Linked DNA regions of Mus musculus: all the other regions are linked to region 1. A link is a contact called in public promoter capture Hi-C data. All regions are on one chromosome and are shown on one strand. The core of a region is the stretch at or near the end of the contact, and the rest is flanking DNA. Distances in the headings are between cores, read along the strand shown.

The links. Capture Hi-C pulls out chosen DNA fragments and counts their contacts.
Region 2: a promoter capture Hi-C map of liver shows a contact between it and region 1. The contact joins the promoter of Mmp8 here to the promoter of Dcun1d5 in region 1. A contact is called at or near these places in 8 of 39 promoter capture datasets (the C10 cell line, cranial neural crest, embryonic stem cells and 5 more), 1 of 484 Hi-C or Micro-C datasets (bone marrow-derived macrophages), 9 of 115 datasets of contacts at active chromatin or transcription factors (the SCID.adh cell line, bone marrow-derived macrophages, cardiomyocytes and 5 more) and 5 of 9 other capture datasets (adipose tissue, embryonic stem cells, liver and 2 more).
Region 3: a promoter capture Hi-C map of adipose tissue shows a contact between it and region 1. The contact joins the promoter of Mmp3 here to the promoter of Dcun1d5 in region 1. A contact is called at or near these places in 5 of 39 promoter capture datasets (the 3T3-L1 cell line, the C10 cell line, cranial neural crest and 2 more) and 1 of 9 other capture datasets (adipose tissue).

What each region holds. Positions count from the first base shown.
Region 1 is chr9:7,181,771-7,186,897 of GRCm38.p6, reverse strand. Dcun1d5 (DCN1, defective in cullin neddylation 1, domain containing 5 (S. cerevisiae)) reads right to left here and starts at 2,393. Exons shown (of 8, transcript NM_029775.3): 1 at 2,016-2,393; 2 at 39-130. The coding sequence starts at 2,101.
Region 2 is chr9:7,555,899-7,561,025 of GRCm38.p6, reverse strand. It overlaps Mmp8 (matrix metallopeptidase 8), which reads right to left and starts at 2,597. Exons shown (of 10, transcript NM_008611.4): 1 at 2,383-2,597; 2 at 356-594. The coding sequence starts at 2,490. It overlaps Gm31751 (a long non-coding RNA gene), which reads left to right. Exons shown (of 4, transcript XR_379096.3): 4 at 2,413-3,854.
Region 3 is chr9:7,442,654-7,447,780 of GRCm38.p6, reverse strand. It overlaps Mmp3 (matrix metallopeptidase 3), which reads right to left and starts at 1,959. Exons shown (of 10, transcript NM_010809.2): 1 at 1,773-1,959; 2 at 604-848; 3 at 365-513; 4 at 134-259. The coding sequence starts at 1,883.

The sequences.
Region 1 (5,127 bases), core at 1,144-3,643:
TGGGCATGACTGGTATCTTGCTCCATGAATTTCATTACCTGCATACTCATAAAACCAAGCCAGGCACTTCTTTCTTGAAAAATCTTCCTCTCCACTGATGAGTCTAGCAGGAGGCTGGGATCTGCAATAGCTTAGAAAACACACAAATGCCTAAGACTTACTACGACTCAACGCTTAGTGATAAAGTAGCTTCAACAAGAATTGCTTCCATGTAAATGAGACAAATGGTTTTTAAGTTAGCATTATGAGGAAAGGAGCTATGTATTAGCAATAAGGACCTGTACTCTATGTGTAAGAATTTCTAACCAATGAAATCTAAATGCTTCTTTGCTTGCTACAGGATTCCATAACTAGAAACTAAAATTATTTCCTTAGATTTCAAGATAATAAAGAAGTACATTCTAAGTCTCAACCCAAGACTAGGCTAGACAGCTCTCCCTAGACTGCTCATGCTGGGCTTGCTCTCTACCACTAAGTTACATACCTTATGGAAGGCCTGAAGCCTTACTTCCATTCTGCTACTGATGTGGATTAAAATCCCTGTTATAATTTAGGCTGAATCACCTGAAGTCAAATGATACTGCTCAGCCAGCTGTTTTAACTGACTTAATTTAAATATCTTAGATATGATTCTCCAAGAGCTAATACAGTTAAGAAAAATGTATGCCAAAGGGCATAATGAAAACTCTATTTTATACATCACCCAAAAAATATTACCTAGACTCTTTTGCTAAAACACAACAAGGGGAGAAGAACAAAGCAATCAATTACAAAAAAGATTAGGATGAAGCAAGTCACCTTCATAGTTTAAGCAGTCCATTCTTCACTGCATCTCTCCTTAAAGGGAAATCTCCTTTGTCTAGTGCAGCCTGTCTTTTTTTTTTAATTAGATATTTTCTTCATTTACATTTCAAATGCTATCCCAAAAGTCCCCTATACCCCCCCCCCCCCAGGCCTGCTCCCCAACCCACACACTCCCACTTCTTGGCCCTGGCTTTACCTGTACTAAGGCATATAAAGTTTGTTAGACCAAAGGGCCTCTCTTTCCAGTGATGGCCAACTACGCCATCTTCTGCTACCTATGCAGTTAGAGACATAGGTTCTGGGGGTACTGATTAGTTGATATTGTTGTTCCAGGCTGTCTTGTTGTAATGGTAGTATTTGTCACTTTAAGTGTCGACCATTAATACAAAAACAACTCAAAGTGTATGGGAAGAAGCCCACTTCTCAAAGCTAAATCGCAATGACTTTCTGAGGAATGAATCTGTGATGATTGAGTATATGCCACAAAGCGAGTAAAGGGCTCTAACTTACAGTTCTGCTTTGTTTTCTTTTCCCCTAAGAGAACATGGAGCACAATAGCTTGCTAACGCCTAAAAGGAGGTTGAGAGCTACCAGCGTCTTAATGCCAGAAAACAAAAACCACAAGGGCCTTTTCCAATTAAGTGTACGGAACTGGTACAGGTGAAGTGGAGGCATTGGTGCGTCCAGAAGCCTAGGCTCCAGCGATTTAAAAGGCCTCCTGCTGGGATCGTCCAGGTTAGGCCACTTTAAATGCTAACTCGGGAGACCAATTATAGCAAAGGCTTTCTTTCCATCATTCCCAAGGCAGCTGTCAAAACTCTTCAAGCTCTGCTCCTTTTTTCACACTCTGACATTTAACAATGTGGGGACCAAGCCAATTCTGCTCGATTTAGTGTGACACAAGGACGCCGTGAATCTTGGCAGATCCGCGCTCACTTCTCGGTTGGGAAATTTGATGGAGAATGCATACGTACGGTCGTCTGTTTCCTACCCTCTGGGCACGCAGACAACAAAGTGGGACGAATCTCAGAGCTTGTCCAAGTACGACAGAGAGCACGTACAGGCGAACACGCGGTTCGGTCCCGCGCGGAGCGGAGACTGGGCGCCTCACCGACCGCCTCGCCTGAGAGGGCTCGCCCCTCTCCTCCCGGCTAGCGGCCTGTCCGGCCCCGGGGGAAGGAGAGAGCCAGCGGGGTGGGGACAGGCAGTACCTGGGGATTTTACACTTTTTGAGGCCCGCGTCTTCCGCGACCGCCGCTGCCACTCCGGGAGCTTTTCTCTTCTTCTTCACTGGCATCTTCCGCCTTCCCCGGCAAGGTAGACAGGGCGGCCGGGGAGGGGTATCGCGCTCCGCCGCAGGCCCCGCAGCGCCGGCTCCCGCCTGCCGGGGACCGCAGCGGAGGCCCGAGGCGCGACCCCGCCCCGGGTCTCCTCTTTAGGGGCGGTTCCGGGCAGCGCAGCGCTAAGGCCGGCGGTGTCGCGGCTCGGGCTTTTCCAGGAGCAGCGAACGCCGACAGCGCGGCACCTACAGTAGCAGCGAAGAGCAGGCGGCTTAGCCTGACCCGGAAGCGGATGGCTCTGGACCGGAAGTGACGTAGAAAGGAAGCTCGCAGGGCCTGGAGCGGTCTCTCTACTTTGGGATTTTTTGTCTCTGCAGGTGGAGCCTGAATCTCCGGAGATTTTCTGGCGGGTTTCCAGCGGGAAGTCCTTTCTAGAAATCATAAACGCTCCACAGCTGGCGAGCGAAGTAATCTGGTGAGGAGCCATGCGTGAGTGTGCCCACTCCTGACGTGCAACCGCTCCAGTTTTTTCGGGTGTTCTTGGTGGGCCTGAGATCAACTTCTCGCGCTCCTTGTCCTTTTCTCCCTCATGCTCAGGGTCAGTTTATGGCTTCCTCCTGTGCTGAGGCAACGCCTCCATGTTTTACTTCTGAGGAACTCTCCTCTTGGATAAGAGACTGGGAAACGGACTGACTTATTACAGAGGATTTGGGGAACTGTTCTAATGGGCTGCTCTCAAGAAACAGTAATCACGTCACTTCTAATGGAAATACTGCTTATAAGAAAGGTTTGCTAGGTAAAATTATCTCATAGAAGATTCTTAGTGAATGAAGTCCATGTTTGTAACCCAACTGTGACAGAAGACTGTTTCTTTAAATTCTATCCCTGTGGTTCTGTGACTGCATCGTGGGACCCTAATCTAGTCAAGGAGAAAGAAAAAAACCGGTTGTTGTAATGAGTCCTGGATACATAATATGCCCTGGAATTCACAAGTTTCCTGAGAGAGGACACTTCAATGTTTGGTGCATATAGTTAATGTTTTTTTAACAGTGAACATAATGTTCAAACCTATAACCCATTCGACTCTATTATAAACAATGCACGAAACATTGTTTTTACATGAAAATTATAAAATGTAAGCTCTAAAACAGAACTCCCTACAGGAAGTAGACAACTGAAAGATGAAGGGTTTTTTTTTTGTTTGTTTGTTTTATATATGTATTTATTGTGGGGGCACTTGTGTGCCAGTGCTGGGATGACAACTTGAAAGTTCATTTTCTCCATCAATCTTGTCACTCTTGAGGTGGAACTCAGGTTGTGAGACTTGGGAAGGGACATTATGTCTGTGTACAGAAAAGCACCTAGTTATGTGATTTAATTTTTTCTGCTGCTCGTGATAGTTCTTGATTTTCTATATAGTAAATAATGAGAAGCTATGAGGGTGCTGAGTTCTTTGTTATGTGGTCTAATTTTCTTTGACTAAGTCACAAGAAGGAAAGGAAAGGAAGTAGTATTAAAACAAAAGGGTATTCTGGTTTAGATCCTAAGGTACTCATCAACTTTATGAAGAAAAATCTTAAAAATGCATTTTAGCCGTCTGTTAGTAGAGTGGCACAACATAAACAGATTAAGCACACAAGGCTGAAACAGGTCTATTCATTTGACAGTTTGATGATTTGCATATTTCTTAGGTTTAAGGATTGTAGAATGAAGAAATGGAAAACAGAACTTTTAAAATAGTTATATCTGAATTAATGTAGCCAAAAATAGTCCCAGAGATGTGCTAAGTATATATATATATATATATATATATATATATATATATTCATATTCAGTATAGTTTATATTTTTCCTTACAGCTTTAAAAATAGGACTTTTCTACACTTGTCAAAAATAAGCAAGCACTGGAGGCACAAAAGAATTTATGGGTTGCCCATGTGATTGTTGTACTGAATCCATTTGTTTTCCTTTCCAAAAGTTACTGTTGTTTTTTCAAACACTGTAAGTCAAAATTTTATGAGTTATTTCCATAACCATAAACCCAGAGAATTAGTTGTCAAATCAGGACTTTGTTTTTGACATTTCAAGACAGCACTCAGGAACTAATATTGAAGAGCAATACAGAGATACACACTAGGTAACACCTGCTCCTTGTTCTACTCATCCTATAGCAGTGTACTGGACCACAGCCATTGTATTGGCCTTGTGACTGGATTTCTGTGGGGCAGACTGACATTGAGTGTCATCATCACAATGATACCTATGAAATGATAACAGTGAATCCTGTGCTAGTGGTTAAAGGTTCTTTCCTGAATTGATATATCATTCCTGTTCAAGTCCTGAGACTACCTGAAGTCCCTAGTAAAGAAATGTATTATATAGAACCAAGCAGAGAGCAGCACTGCTGCAATATGATATTTTACTGAATTTTGCTCAAGGTGTTGAGAAAAATGTGTTCATAGAACAGATTTAAAGGGACAATAAGGAAAAAACTCAGGAGTGGTGGTATATGACTTCATTCACCCCAGGTTGGACACCAATGACAGATCAAAGACACAGTTCCACCCAAGTCTAGCTTAATGAGCCAAAGGGTTTATTGAAGTCACTTATAGAACATAGGTGACCGAAAGGACTGTTCCACAGCTGCTTTCCTTGTAGGCAAGAGCCACCTCACCCCAGCAGCGTCGGGTTCCCTATGTAGCCTGGGAGAGGCTTGTGAGTGGTAAATTTCCTGGGCTTCCTGGGGCTTGTAACTCTCACTCTTCCTCAGAGGAGGAAGTGTTTCAATTCAGAGGAAAGAACTACATAATAACTGTTTGCTTCTTAAACTGACAATGTGCCAGATGGAAATTTCCAAGTTCAGTTGTAGTTTCTCACAAGTCTACAATTTCTCACCCTTTCCTCTCAATGGCTTCTAAAACAGCTGTGGAGTCTGTCATCCCAGTTCTTGGGAAGTGAAGAAGGGAGACTGAAGCTTAAAGCCAGCCAATGATACTTTGGGAGACCATGTTGTGTTGCTGTGGGTTTTTTGGTTTTTTTTTTT
Region 2 (5,127 bases), core at 1,348-3,847, 370 kb before region 1:
TTACTGCTGTTACCAAGATATACAGAACAGGGCTAGGTTTTCTTCAGCAATGGTTAAGCCTCTTTTGTACTTAAAAGTAACTGACTAGAAGAGACAGTCTCATGATGGCATAGTCTTTTTAGATTGCTGAAGAGACTCAACGTGGTAAGCTGTAGGGTTGAAAGAACCCCGGGCTCTCTGCTTTCTCAGCCTCAAGCTAGCTTCCAGCTCACATTCTACTCCTCCAAATTTGGTAAGGGCAGGATATCTGTTCATTGGTCTATAGTGGCTTCCAAGTTCTGCAACAATGTCTGAGGTGTCACAGACTGTCACTCACTAGCTGAGTGGATGAATCCCCAGACTCTAGGAATGTCACCTGTAGGTCAGGTTAGTGTGTGTCCACTTGGGACTTCCTGGGGTTAGCAAGAAATCACCAGAGTCAGGCACTCCACATCGAGGCATTTCCATAATCCCCATTGTAGCTGCATCTAACTTCCCAGTCTCTGCTAAGCTGAAGAAGCGCTGCATCTCTTTAAGCTTCTCTGCAACCATCGTGGCATTCCTCGAAGACCGGAATTGATTGCTTGGTAAGTTGTAGAATTTTCGTAGGTAATTCTGATCAAAATAAACACACCAGAGTACTTGCTGTGAAATTGCTCCGGACATTTTGCAATTCTTTCTAAGTTGCCACAGAATGTAAACCAGGACCCGACAGGCAAGGGACAATAACAGAAATTGTGGGAAGGGATAGCTCAGTGGGTCAAGCCTGACAAGCTAAGATTGACCTCACCACCCACACAGTAGAAGGAGAGAGCTGACTCTTTCTTCCAAGTTTACTGTGTTCTGATTACCATATGTGCACTGTGGCATGCAATTCCCTCCCACACTCACGAAAAGAAATTCACTTAATTAAAATAACTTGTAGATTGATTTTGAAAGAACAACGCCATAGAACATTCTCTGCATTCCCTGAGATCTCATGGATTTTTGAATAAAAAACAAAAGTCTTACAACAGGGGAGGAATGAATCCAAGTCACACACCAACTGCTACTATACAGTCCACTACTATACAGCCCGCTACTATACAGTCCTCTACTATATAGTCCGCTACTATACAGTCCGCAGCATGGCTTTTGTTTTAATCAGTACTGGCTTTTAACTATTGTTTTTATATCTGTTGAAGTGTTAGTTATAAAAATGAGGACTTTTCTGCTTAAAAATTCTTTCACTAAATGGAGAGAGGGTTTAATCACCCTCACAGAGAAATGGAGGGTTCAAGAACCAAAGGGAAGGTGACAGTACAGGTCCTGGCTTACTGCAATGGCTTTCAAATGAGAACTGGTCATTTAAAAGATGTTTGGGGCAACAGCAGCATTTCATTTACCAAGATAAGATCTTGTAAGCCACTCTCATTCACAAGTGTTGACATGCCAGTCAATGGTAAGGTCTCTTTACCTTGCCATGTGTAGCCTATGTATATATACTGTGCTTCGTATGTGACTACCTGGTTATTTGGAGGTGACAGAGAGCAGAGCTTGCACTTTGAGATGTGGCAGGTGTGGGCAAATCCCAGCACTGTTCTTTGTCTCCAACATCACAGTCATTGTGATACTTAGAGGAGTGGCACCTGCAAAGTGAACCCAGCCCACCCTCAGTACGAACTTAGGGGCTTCTGTGCCAGGCACAAAAATGATTGCGAGAAAAGAGCAAGAATTATGCTTTCCGGAAATTTCAATACTAAGAAAACTATGAACAAGAAATTGGTGATTACATTCTCTTGCATAAAAAAGTGGCCTTTTTTTATACTATAAAACAAGAGAGATGCTAAACTTCCAAAGTTTAATAAACAGTCCTGGAAAATCTGATTAACAATGTGTTAATTTTAATTAATTATAACCCCCCATTTCCATCTATCGTCTCTATATGAAAGTATTTTTGGCTGCAGAAAACTATCCATACAGGAAGCGGTGGGCAGGTCATAATTTGACCTCCCCACAGCCCCCACCATTTTTTTAGTGTTGGGATACCAGCAAGTATTCTATCACTCTAGCACTGGCCTATAGAGCGTGGAACAACTGGGTTACAGGTATACTGGAAGAGAAAAAATTAGGTAGGCAACTCAGTTCATTTTATAAATAAAATATTCTCTCTGAAAAGGCTCCAGCTGCAGCTGGCCTGACAGTAGTGTTCCTTGGGCTTGAAAACACCCAGCTGTCTTCATGTCTACATTTTCCAGGGCCAGGCCTTGACCACGTGGAGTCTTTCAAGTCTCAGAAAGTGATGCTGAGCCTTGGCAAACCCATGCGAAGAATCTCTTTCTGTCCTTCTAGACTAAGAAGGGAAAGCCACCCTCAGAATTCTGTAACCACCGGCAAATCAACTGTGATAGACAGCCCATTTACCTCAGCAGTTTTTATATTTTTCTCTTCCAGGTGTTCAGGTACTGGGAAGGCATTGGCAAGCTGTGTGTGGAGGAAGATCAGTAATGGAAGTGTCTTCAGGCGAAACATAATCTTATCTTCCAAGACAACCTCTCCTGCCTTCCTCTGCCCCTCTGGCAAGTGCCCTCAAGCTCACAGCATCCCCTGCCAATCACTGCTCTTGTCTGGTCCCTTATAAAGCTACATCTTGAGCAACTTCTGCCTAAGCAGTATGAGGCAACATAGCTAACCGCACTCTGACAGTTCTTCAATGTTAGAATGTGATTTGGAACCTAGAAGTGGGGGAGTCATTCAACAAAGCAAGAGGATGGATCGCTACTTTTGTAAACTGTCAGGGTGAGGTGGCTGGCACGGGGGCTACAGTCTTCCAGTTTCTGTCTGTGTGTAATGAGGAAGTTGTGCTAGTTAATCGGGGCAATATTTTAAGAATGTTCAGCGATCATCTTGGGAAGCGGTGGCACACCTGTAAGACTTCTGTTTCTAAGCCACCACTGCTGCCTGATAGCGTGTGCCAAAGCAGGCTTTGTGTGGGGACCAAAAGCAGCATCTAGAGATGATGGCTTTGTTAGGAAAGTACTTGTCACACAAGCATGAGGGCCTGAATTTGATTCTCAGCATGCAGGTAAAAAACTGAACTTAGTGGTACATGAGTATAATCTCGGTCCTGGTCTGTGCCAGGCAGGGGGTGTTTGCAGCTTATTGGCCAGTCAACCTAGTCTACTTGGTAAGTTCCAGGCTAGTTAGAGACCCTGTCACAAAACAAACAAACAAATCCCACTTACAGCACACACAAAACATGAACATTCACTTTTAAATAAATGCACACGTCCATATACATACGTAAACAGCAGCTTCTGTGTGGCATGACTGCTATAGATGTACTAAAACATTCACTATAAGGTGGGTTTTTCCAGAGAAAGGACAAAGATAGTGATAGTTAAGACGAAAACTAACATCTGTTGTACTTACAATGTTTCAAACATGTTAATGACAACTAAATGCCCTATTCTCATACAGCTTTCAGAGCAACACACTATTGCTATAATTTTGCAGGAGAGGCAGAGGCTGGAAGACTAGGAAAGGCACATGCTCACTTTGCATAGGACTCAAGCCCATGAGTATGGTGAGAGAAACAGAGCCCATCCTATACCAGGCTCTAGTTCATCAACCTGCTATTTGAATCCAGGCTGGACCATCAGTAACTGTGGGCTCACAGCAAGTGGAAAACTTTGGCCTACATCCAGGGACAAAAGGACAAGGGAGAGAAGGAGATAGATGTCTCAGACATCCCCAGAGTGCTAGGAGGGTGAGTGAAGGCTTCCAGATGATGTGGTGACACAGGGCACTGGCTCTCTTCCTGCCTGCCTGTCTTCACGATCTAACTCCTGTTCTTCATTCTTGAAAGAAGTAGTTCACAGACTATGTTTTATTCTCAGCCCCTAAAATGAACTTTAAAAATGAATTTTTTAAAAAATGTATTTTACAAAAGTGTTTAGAACATAAGAGGTTAGGAATATTTTCAATTTGTGATGAACATAGCAAAGGAGAAGCAGAGGCTGGGTATGGAGGTCTGAGCTAAAAAGGAAGCACCTGGCCGTACGTTTCTTCTACAGTCTTCTAGTCCATTCTGGACTTTACTGTTTTTCCTACTTCTCCAGACATGGCAGAATTCTAGAGTAGGGCCTGAGGTAAATGTTCATTATCTGAGTATCTCCACCTGGCTCCCAGGAGAACTTTCATTCTCTCTCTCTCTCTCTCTCTCTCTCTCTCTCTCTCTCTCTCTCTCTCTCTCTCTCTCTCAAGTACAGAATACAGAAATCAACAAAGCTATACATGGAATTCAAAGAGCTTCAGCTCTTCCTGAAACCAGTACTATTGTGGTCGATTATGACTCTGGAACTGTAGCATTTGCAAATTACTTTAGCTGGGAAACCATGTATACACAGTACTTATTTACAGAAATGTTATGACCCAGATGTAACAAATAAATTGCAAAACTAGGAAGAGCAGCAAATACCTAAAGAACAACTCGGGGGATCACAATTATTTGGACTAAATCTACAGATTGCAGAACTGAGAGAAACCATGAAGACATGCAATAAGGCATCAATTGGGTAAGAGCCAAGGAAGAGGAGCTTCAGTTTTTTAAATCGTTGAATTAAGGAAGCATGATTGTAGATTGAAGGGAAAAGCTAAGGCATGATGCCAGAGGTGGTGACTTATAGAGAGAAAGTGGCTGGGAGCTGGCACTGATACTAGTATTATTTGATGGGAGATGAAGGAAAAATGTATTTTTATTTCGTTTTCGTTTTTTTTTTTTTTTTTTTACTTTCCTCCTTTACATAGTATTTTTTCTGTTTTGTTTTGTTTTAAATTTTTATCAGATATTTTATTCATTTACATTTCAAATGTTATCCCGAAAGTCCCCTATACCCTCCCCCCACCCTGCTCCCCTACCCACCCACTCCCACTTCTTGGCCCTGGTGTTCCCCTCTACTGGGGCATATAATTTTTGCAAGACCAAGGGCCTCTCCTCCCATTGATGGCCAACTAGGCCATCTTCTGCTACATATGCAACTAGAGACACAAGCTCTGGGGGGGTGGGGGGGATACTGATTAATTCATATTGTTGTTCCACCTATAGGATTGCAGACCCCTTCAGCTCCTTGGGTACTTTCTCAAGTTCCTCCATTGGGGGCCCTGTGT
Region 3 (5,127 bases), core at 710-3,209, 260 kb before region 1:
TATAGAGGACTTTTGGGATAGCATTGGAAATGTAAATGAAGAAAATATCTAATAAAAAAACCACTGGTTATGAGGACATCCCTAAATATGAAAAGAAATGAAACTAAGTCATGCTGTGAGCTGCAGCACTCACCAGTGACATCCTCTGTCCATCGTTCATCATCGTCAAAGTGAGCATCTCCATTAATCCCTGGTCCAGGTGCATAGGCATGAGCCAAGACTGTTCCAGGCCCATCAAAAGGGACAAAGTCTCCATGTTCTTAAAAGAAATACATACATACATATGTATATATATGAGTGTGTGTGTAATTTTTAGTAAAATGCCACCTGTTCATGAGTATTTCAGGTAGTTTTTGGCTTTTACCTCCAACTGCAAAGGAGATCATTATGTCAGCCTCTCCTTCAGAGATCCTGGAGAAAGTGAGTGGGGTCACCTCCTCCCAGACCTTCAAAGCTTTTTCAATGGCAGAATCCACACTCTGTCTTGGCAAATCCGGTGTATAATTCACAATCCTGGATAAGAGAAATCAAAGAAGGTAATCTTTGCTTCTGTGATGCTCCTGACACATTTATAATGCTGTGTGAAAACTCTGGTGCCATTACCTGTAGGTGATGTGGGATTTCCTCCATTTTGGCGAACCTGGGAAGGTACTGAAGCCACCAACATCAGGAACACCACACCTGGGCTTATGCATCAGCTCCATAGTGTTGGAGTCCAGCTTCCCTGTCATCTCCAACCCGAGGAACTTCTGCATTTCTTGAATTTTTTTGACAATAAGACTACTGTCCTTTTTCTTAATAAATTGCTTCACATCTTTTGCAAGGCCATAGTAGTTTTCTAGGTATTTCTAATGGAATAAATATAACGTTTAAGTAACAATTCGGATTTTTTAAGCTATTGTTATTTATAGTAAACTTTTACAGTCACACACCCTTCCTCCTTCCCTTCTCTTTCCTTCCTTCCTTCCTTCCTTCCTTCCTTCCTTCCTTCCTTCCTTCCTTCCTTCCTTCCTTCCTTCTTTCCTTTCCTCATTCATTTCGACAGGATCTCATTATCTAGCCAAGAAGTTTCTTTAACTCACAACCCTTCTGTGTCTGCCTTCTGAGCACTGGGTTTACAGGCTCGGACAACCGAGCCTGACAGACACTTACTTTTTCAGTGTCTTTGACCTCTTTTTCCAATTTGCTGAAATCCTAAGTTTAATACTTCATTAATTTGTCAGTAGTGACTACATCTTTACTTTGTTTTGAAACACAGTGTCTCTGTAGTTTTAGCTTGCCATTAAAACAATGACTTCAAGGGGAAATTTCAAAAGCATTTAGTGTAGAGAAAAGCAAAATGAACAAATTAGCATTTGTGCGAATAGTTGTCTGTTTGGGGTAATTTTATTTAATTTTCTCAATTTTCCACTTTTCATAAGGATTTAGTTTACTAGGGAAAAAACAGACATGCCTCTCTTATACTAACAGTACAAATATTTTACTAAATTACACTGGACCAAAGCAAGGCACAGTTCATGTGCCCTTCCCTTGCCGTTCATGTGCCTCCTGCACCAGTGTTGCCTCTGCCACCATACTGCATAATCATAAAAAATCACCCGATATTCCTGGCCTTTGTTCTTACATAACAGGAAGGATCATGTGATATTGAGATTCAATAATTTCTAATTCTTCTCTATTGCCAAGCCACATTTACACAGGCAGTCAGAACCCGGCTGTGGAATGCAAAGCTGTGCCCCACCAAAAGCCCAGAGGCCATTTTCACCCCTTACCTGCAGAAGCTCCATACCAGCATCATCATCCCTTGCACTGTCATGCAATGGGTAGGATGAGCACACAACCACACACAGCCACAGCAGGACCGGAAGACCCTTCATTTTCATTGACTTCCCACAGCTCTGTACCACCTTCAGTAGGTTCTCTGCTGCCTCCTTCTAGGTCCACCTTCTTAAGCCCAACTTTTATAGAGTGGTTGTGTTTGTAGAGTCACCCGAAAACTGACTCATAATTGCTTCCATCCAAATGGGACCACTTCCAAAAATTAAAAATCAGAGTAGGGTGATACAATCTTCTTTACTAAGTTCTTCAAACCTTCTTAATTTTGCAAGGCAAATGGTGATTAATCTCCAGGAAATGCTTCCTGCCTTGGCAAAAGAGAAAACTGGGGCATTTTTTTCCACTTTGGAAAATTTAACTGTCCTTCCAGAGCTGTAATGTTTGTGACTTGGATAGAAGTGGACTAACTTGGTAAAAAGTCCAAGTTGTACAAAGAACTTCCAGAAGCCCAAGCTGAATACTGTGAGAAGAGGTAAGGAAAATGTCTGCATGTATAGCTACAGTCCACACTATCAGTGACCACATATATTAAAAGATCATGGGCCTATAATACCTTTTTCTATAAAGACTCATATATTGATATGATTTACTGAACTAGAATGTCCTGGTTTATCTCATATCTTTTATTTTTGTCACAAGTTTTCTTTTGTAGTAGATGATTTGATGTTGAAAAATATCACCCAAGATTCTTTGCTTATGCTTTACTTTAATTTGCTTCTCCTCTTCTCTCTTCTTTACTCCTCCCCTATTCTCTCCTTCCCTCCATTTGCCTCACCTCTTTTCCTCTCTCTCTCCCCTCCCCTCTCCTTCCCTCCCCTCCCCAGTAGAGTCTCACTTGTATTCTCAGTGTATAATGCATGACTGTAGTACTTAAGCATTTTATAAAAGGTTTTGCTAAACTTAGCCACCCTTGCCCCTTTCCAGCCTCCTTCTCCAGTCTTCCCAACACCACACATTGCGTGCTTTTAATTTGCTTGTTTGTCAGCCATTTGTTTCCTAATGAGCACACTATGCTGTCGATGAGAGTCACATTATGGTGAACTACATGCTGTGCACATATAGGATCTGCATTTTCTCTCTCTTTGTTCTTCTTTCTCACATTTTCTTTCTGTGCAATTTATATTTTCAGTTGGGAAGATGTACAAAGATCAGGGTTACTGTTTTTGTGGAATACATCCCCAGTACTGCAAATGCCTGACAGAGACAGTTGGCCAGAGACCGAACATCACATCACAATAAGGCATCCATTTCCATTCCGAGTTCTCTTTAAAGACCACTCAAAAACAGGTCTATAATTTTTTATTCCTTAGATGAAACAAAATCTGTGTTTTGTCTTCCCTGAACAAAAAAGGCGGAATATTTGTTTATGCTGGTGTGAGAATAAGGGTTGTGCTTGGTGGCAATCCTTAGGAGACAGAATTCAGGAAGGGGTGGAGCCAAGAAGAGAAAGTGAGATAGAAAAGGTAAGAGAGTTTCAGTGGCCACAGTTCCTTCTAGGTGAAGAATCTCTTCTTCATATTTTCTCCCTGAAATTATCATTAAGATATATTTTAGTGTATTTAAAGTTTAGGGAGAAGCCTAAAAGGTATGTATTTATGTTCCCAATTTTTCAGATGTGATTGGCAAAATGGTCATGCTGTACTTGAAATAAAAACAAGCCTGGCAGTATGTAAGAGAATAGTGTTAACTTTATGAACAGCGTTAGACTTCCCTGAGCAATCTTTTTGAGTCCCAGGCTATCATTCCCCGCTTTTCAATGGCACCCTGTGTGCTTCTGTTACTGCATATTCAGATCACTGTGGCACAACGTATCTCCCATAACTCACATTGAGGCTCTTTACCTACTTAATTCTGTGTTCCCCATACTTAGTATAATGCTTGACATATAGCACACACTTAAAATATTGTATTAATGTTTTAATCAGGACTGAAAGGCACATAGCAAAACAACATTTATAATAACACAGAGAATTCTGAATTCTTGGATCCTATAAATACTCAAGGAACTGATTTTTAAATTTTCCTAAAAATGAGTTAATTTATCTACTGTGTGCATTTCCTTGTGTTCCCTTAGGTACTTCTGCAGGTTTGCAACATGGCATTTGCAGAGGTCAGAGGACAACTGTCAGGAATCGGTTCTTTCCTTTCACCGTGTTAATCCTAGGGATCAAACTCAAGCCATCTGTACATCCTAAGCCATCTCACTGACCTTCCAGCAACTAAAGTTCTAAAGCTTAATTTCCACAGAAAACGTTTAAGCAATCACCTCAAGATCTTCTATTAAAAGAACAAATTGAATGCATGTACTAGGATGTCTTCTGAGTTCTCAAAGTAAAATCATAGGACTGGCTACTTTCCTCATGATGAAATAGTCAGATTATACTCTGTTGATATAATTTTAAAATGTGTTTCATTATTAAAAGGAATAGATAAAATAACAAAACTAAATGACAGGGGGAGGTGGAAAGAAAATCATGAAGGGAGGGAGCAAAGGGAAAAACGGGAGTGAAAGGGAGGGGAAGGAGAAGAAATGAAGAAGAGAATCACCATTTTGAATGCAGAAGAATATGTGAACACCCTTATTGTCAACACAGAAATGATGACCTTGGGAATGCTGGCCCCACAGAACAACCACTTATTGCATGGGTTAATAATATAGGCAAGGATCTGGTAGTGGCTAGTTTTATAAATCTGATCTCTCAATGCTTAGAGACTTGGACCTAAACTGATCTAAACGTCTCTGCAGAAGTTACAGCTGGTCCAAGCAACACCTAATCTGATACATCTGCATTTCCCCTTCCGGTTGGTCATACTCCTTCCTGACTAATCAGTCACGAGAGTACATAATCCTTGACCTGACCCGCAGATAAAATCACTTAGCTATATACTAATTTAGCAAGTGTCTGAATCTGAAGAACTTCAAAATATGCAGACTAAGAGTTCACATTGGTTAATAAAATTTTAAAAGAAATCTAGGGGAGGGAGAATAACAAAATTAACTAAAGATAATAGTTTAATTTTGAAAAGCTTTTGATTGATTCTTTGTGAATTTCACATCATGCATCCCAATTCTACTTAACTCCCCATCCCTCCATATTTACCCTTTACTCTTGCAATAACTCTCAAAGAGAACAAAAACTAAAAATAAAAACAATTTTAAAAAAAGACAAAAAAAACATTAAAAAAAAAAATCTTGCCATGGGAGCTACTGTGTGTCACAGTATGTCACATGGCATACCCTTTTTCCTATACATCTTTATCTGTAAATGTCCATTGCAATGAGTTGGTCTG